2 separate regions of the Canis lupus genome follow, and region 2 is linked to region 1. A link is a contact called in public Hi-C data. All regions are on one chromosome and are shown on one strand. Each heading gives the region's core, a stretch centred on a gene start, on an enhancer-like site or on the middle of the called end of the contact. The rest is flanking DNA. Distances are from core to core; before and after follow the strand shown. Region 1 holds the start of YEATS4 (YEATS domain-containing protein 4). Region 2 holds the start of CCT2 (T-complex protein 1 subunit beta).

Region 1 (2,700 bases), core at 49-2,548:
GAGAAGGCGGCTCCATGCAGGGAGCCCTACGTCGGATGTGGGACTCGATCCCAGGTCTCCAGGATCACGCCCTGGGTTGCAGGCGGTGCTAAACCGCTGAGCCACCAGGGGATACCCCTCCCTTCATTTTAAAGAGAAATTTCCTTTTCTGCAATGAGTCGAAAATCAGAGAAGGGTTGTAAACACAGCTGTTCCATCAAGAACCAGATAGTCTTGCCTTAAAAGCCAAGGTGCCAGGGGATCCCTGGAGGGCTCAGCGGTTTAGCGCCTTCCTTCGGCCCAGGGAACGATCCTGGAGTCCCGAGATCGAGTCCCGCGTGGACTCCCTGCATGGAGCCTGCTTCTCCCTCTGCCTGTGTCTCTATCCGGCCCCTCTCTCTGTGTGTGTCTCTCATGAGTAAATAAATAATAAAAAAAAAGTCTTAAAAAAAAAAAAAGCCAACATGCCAGGCAACGTAGGAAAGCGGGAGGGTGGGCAGCTTGGGGGGCTCAGCGGTTTGGCGCCGCCTTCGGCCCAGGTCGTGACCCGGGGTCCCAGCATCGAGTCCCACGTCGGGCTCCCCGCACGGAGCCTGCTTCTCCCTCCGTGTCTCTGCCTCTCTCTCTCTCTGTCATGCATAAATAAACAAAATCTTAAAGAAAGTGGGAGAGTTAATGTGTCCGTGCGGACCAACTTGCAAAAGAAAAGGAACCTTAGTGACCGTCGTCTCCGAGCCTTGATGCTAGGGCGGCGGCCGCCGTGGGGCCGCGGGGCCGCGGGGCCGCGGTTCTGACCCCGCTCCCCGCCCGCCCTTCAGGCCCCACCTGCACACGCACGGGGTCACCTGGCGAGGCCGCCGCGGGGCCCGGATCAGCAACGTCCACGCCCCCCGTCACGCCATCACGGGACGAGGCGAGCGCAGAGCCGGCCAAGTCGTAGCCGAAACGCAACCCAAGCCCCACCGAGTGCCCGTGTCCCCCGCGCAGCCGCTGCCTCGCGCTCGTCCAGGAGCCGCAGCTCACGCCCCGGCCGAGAAGGCGCGACCGGGACCCCCGCCCCGAGAGCCGCGCGGACGGCGGCGCGAGCCGGGCACTGACCTTCACTCTCCCGCCGGAGTCAGGCCCAAATTCGGCCATTCTCTTGAACATATTGTCCTACGGAAGAAGCCGCCGCCGCCGCCAGGGAAACAGACCGGGGCCGGCGGGGTCGCCGCTCCCGTCAGAGGCCACGCTCCTCCCGCGCGGGGCCCAGGCGGCTGCTTCCTGGCGGAGCGAGGGCGCGGCGCCGACGAGCGGCCAAGTCCTGGCGGGAGGCGGGAGGCGGGCGGCGGGAGGCGGCGGGAGGCGGGCGGCGGGGCGGGCGGCGGGCGGCGGGAGGCGGCGTCCCGGAAGCGCGTGGAGCCCCGCGCGCTGAGAGCCCCACGGAAGCAGGAGCGCCGGCGGAGCGAGTGCGCAGGCGCAGGGAGCTGGCGGCGCGAGTGCGCAGGCGCAGGCCGTGGCCCAGCCGGCGGGGCGTGGCCGGGTGGGGCGTGGCCGAGGCGGGAGGGGGCGTGGCGGTGGTCCTGACGCGCCCCCAGGCCCGGTGCCTACGGAACCACCCAGAGGTTGGCTTTCGGAGCTCGTGCGGGTCGATTCGGAGGTCAAGTTCGCACACCCCGCTGGCCCGCCCGCAGCTTTTCGTCGTTTTCAGCCAGCCCTCCGAGCGTGAAGCGCCGATTTGTTATTTACCGGCTTCTCCCTTTCCCTGCTCTCTTTCCCGGAGGCGGTACCGCAGGCCGCAGAACAGGGCGCCGGCTCCCTCGCTGCGCCCGCAGGGATCGGGGCCGCGCTAGGCGCCTGCGCGTCGGCTGCAGCCTGAGATGCCGGCGGGCGCTCGTCGCTGCGGCCCGGCCCCTGTGGCCTAGGCTCCCCGGCTCTCAAAGCCCGGCTCTGACGTCAGCCCTCGCGCCCCCCCCCCCCCTTTTTTTTTTTTTAAAGATTTCATTTATTTATCCATGAGAGACACACAGAGAGAGAGGCAGAGGGAGAAGCGGGCTCCGTGCAGGGAGCCCCTTGCGGGACTCGGTCCCTGGATCCCGGGTCACGATCCGGGCGAAGGCGGCGCTAAACCGCTGAGCCCCCGGCTGCCCCCTCCCACTCTTTTAGAGGATGACGTCGCGGGGAACCTCGCTCAGAAGACAGACCACCGCGCCAGCTTTGGTTTCCCCAATGTTTTCCCATCCACTTTCCTGCCCCTTTCCCTGTACGTTGCGCTTTTTCCCATAAGAAGAATGACGTTTAAACCTTTCTCATTAAGAACAGCATGAAGGTTCCTTAAAAAAAAAAAAAACCTACTGTGCTAGATCTAGCAATTGCACTACTTGGTATTACCCAAAGGATAAAAAAATACCGCTGTTTAGAGCAGCGTTAGCAATAGTAACCACGTGAGGGCAGCCTGGGTGGCTCAGCGGTTTAACACCAGCCTTGGGCCCAGGTCGTGACCCAGGTTCCAGGGATGGAGTCCCACATCAGGCTCCCTGCATAGAACCTGCTTCTCTCTCTGCCTGTGTCTCTGTCTCTGTCTCTATCTGTCTGTCTCTCTCTCTCTGTGTCGCTCATGAATAAAATATTTAAAAACAAAAAATAACCAAATGATGGAAAAGAGACCGAATGTCTGTGAACTGATAAGTGGATAAGGAAGATGTGGTACAGGGCACCGCAGTGGCTCAGTCGTTTAAGCCT
Region 2 (2,700 bases), core at 182-2,681, 200 kb before region 1:
TTGTTGTCCTTACCATGCCCTTAGGTCCTAGGGTGCTCTTCACCAAGTCTCCAATAGCAATGGCACCAATAAAAGACGACTGGAATAATTAAAAAAAAAAAAAAGATAAAGAAATTAGAAGTAAAAATCAATCTTACAGTCTGAAAATTCGTAAAGTGCAACAGCAAGACTTTTAGAGAATGGGAGAAGGCAGCTTACCAGCCGAGCCGTCTCCGCTCTCTCTTCATCAGCTCCAGCCTTGAAGATGTTCACAGGTGCGAGGGAAAGGGACGCCTGAAAGAAGAAGAAAAAAAAAAAAATCAACAATCAGCTTGAATACCAATATTTAACGCGTATTGATGCATTCCTGCTAGAAATACGTGTAGGCATTTAAGAGAGGTCAGTTCACGGCAGAAGCGCACTTCGCACTTCTCCCAGCAAATGACGTTGTGCATCACCCCGGGGCGGAGGTCTGCGGAAGCGGGGACGAGGGGCTGCAAAGCTGTGTGAACGAGGGGATCTGCGGGCGCTCGCCCTCCGGGTAAACATCACAGCGCGGAGGAGGGCTGTGCAGGCTGAACACGGGGCAGCCCTAGCGCCGCCTGCGGCCCGGGCCGTGACCCCGGGGTCCCAGGATCGAGTCCCGCGTCGGGCTCCCAGTGGGGAGCCTGCTTCTCCGTCCGCCTGTGTCTCTGCTTTAATCAACAAATAATTTTTTTTTTTTTTTAAAGGCTTGGGGATCCCTGGGTGGCTCAGCGGTTTGGCGCCTGCTTTGGGCCCAGGGCGTGACCCCGGGGTCACGGGATCGAGGCCCAGGTCGGGCTCCTGCGTGGAGCCTGCTTCTCCGACTCTCTCTCTCTCTCTGTGTCTATCATGACTAAATAAATAAATAAATCTTTTAAAAAAAAAAAAAAGGGTTAAGGTGGCTTTGAGGCCGAGGTAGGCAGGAGCCTCCATCTGCGCCCGCGGCTCCACGCCCCGCCCCGCCCCGCCGAGGAGGGCGGGGCCTGCCGCGCCAGCCCGCCCCGGGCACTAGAAGCTTCTCCGCGCGGCTGAGCCCGGGGCCTCGGGCCCTGGGAGCAGCCGAGCCCGCCCGAGACGCGGCACCGAATGCCCGCACCCCCCACCCCCCCCGCGCCGGGAGCGACAGAGGGCTCGGCCGGCGGCCCGCGCCATGCGCGGCGGGCGGCCTCGCGGGACGGACACGAGGAGCCTGCGGCGACGGGAGGGCGGACGCGAGGGGCGGCGGGGGGCGGGGGGCGGGGGGCGGCGGGGGGCTTGGGCAGGGCCGCGGGGCCAGACTCACCATGGTTCCGCGGCTTCGGCACACGCGCTCGCCCCTCACGGCTCACGCCCGGGACCGGAGGGAAGAGAAGCCGGAAATGACGGCACACGCTCCACCGCAGGGGGCGGGGCCCGGCCGGCGCGCGCCGCTGCCGCCTGGCGCCGCCCTCTGGGCCAGGGCGGGGAAGCCGTTGGGAGCGGAGGACGGCGTCGGAAACGTAGCACGTCACAGGGAGGGGGCGGGGCTTCGGCTCACGCTCCGCCCCCTGCGGCACCGCCCACTGGGGGCGGGGCCGACGTCAGGGGTGGAGCCCGCGGCGAACAAAGGGGACGCCGAGCCTCGCGTTGCCATAGCAACGGAGTTTTCCGCCCCTCCCCCCAATTTCATCTTTAAAAATTCGCCCTAAAAATATCACAGATGCTCAGCTTTTCGAGCGTTAGAGACTAACAACGAAAAAATAATTCCCCAGCCACACTTCTTTCCCCAGAAGCAACCACATTCAGCTTGTGCAAGCTGTGCAGTTTGACAGGTGTTTTATTTTTTGGGGGGGAGGGTTACCTTATATTACTGAATATTTTTTATTGCTGTTTTAATTTTAAGCGTTATTTATTGAGTGACGAGGAAGACTTACACTCCTTTTTTTTTCTAAGTACAATTTTTTAATAAAGATAATTATAAAAGATGGAAAAATCAGCTCAGAAAGGCCAATTACTTCTTTGACATAATAACTCACAGCAATTTTAAATACTATCACATAAAGCATATTGGAGAAAAGAGATTTTGCTTCATAATTAGAAAACTCACAATAAAACTTGCCAAGAAAAACAAAAACAAAGCCATTTTGAAAATACAGTCCATGCCAAAGTAGTATAAAATGAAGCCGGAAGTCTTCAAAAAGAAAAAATTTTTCTTCCCAACATTTTCTCACTCGTTTATGGTTTCTGAACTTACGCTCCTTTTATTGCATTTTAAAAAGCGGTTTTTAATGGGACATTGTCTAGGACACAGTCTTGTGAAGGCTGGTGGAGATCTGTGCCCAGTTTGCTCATTTTCAGGGCTTACATTTTGCTCCTTTTCTCCCCTCCACTACTAGAGACGACTAGTAAACTCTTACATGATGTGTTGGTACAGACTAAGGTCGATCCCACATATTTCAGTTTTATTATTAAGAAACAAAACTTTCAAAAAATAAAGAAAAATAAAAACCAAAATTTTCAAAAAAATAAATAAAAATAAAAGACAAAATTTTCTATTTGAAGTTAACCGGCCAGGATGGTTGCAGTAAAATGCTTGTGCTTTAAAAAAATCTATTAGTTGTCTTTTACCGACTGATCCCCTTTTCTCCCTTTGACTAATGAATGGATCACTTAGCAAGTGCTTGGACTTACCTGCAGTTGCTAACACTGGTGGGTGTTTCCCTTTTTTTTTTTTTTTTT

Evidence for each region. A called contact is a pair of places that touch in the nucleus more often than the background predicts.
Region 2: a Hi-C map of blood shows a contact between it and region 1, with 2.0 times the contacts expected there. The contact joins the promoter of CCT2 here to the promoter of YEATS4 in region 1. A contact is called at or near these places in 2 of 9 Hi-C or Micro-C datasets (blood and liver).

What each region holds. Positions count from the first base shown.
Region 1 is chr10:11,722,988-11,725,687 of UU_Cfam_GSD_1.0, reverse strand. YEATS4 (YEATS domain-containing protein 4) reads right to left here and starts at 1,298. Exons shown (of 14, transcript XR_005365402.1): 1 at 1,078-1,298.
Region 2 is chr10:11,919,647-11,922,346 of UU_Cfam_GSD_1.0, reverse strand. It overlaps CCT2 (T-complex protein 1 subunit beta), which reads right to left and starts at 1,431. Exons shown (of 17, transcript XM_038549988.1): 1 at 1,286-1,431; 2 at 199-273; 3 at 14-79. The coding sequence starts at 1,288. It overlaps LOC111097593 (a long non-coding RNA gene), which reads left to right and starts at 1,601. Exons shown (of 4, transcript XR_005365404.1): 1 at 1,601-1,793.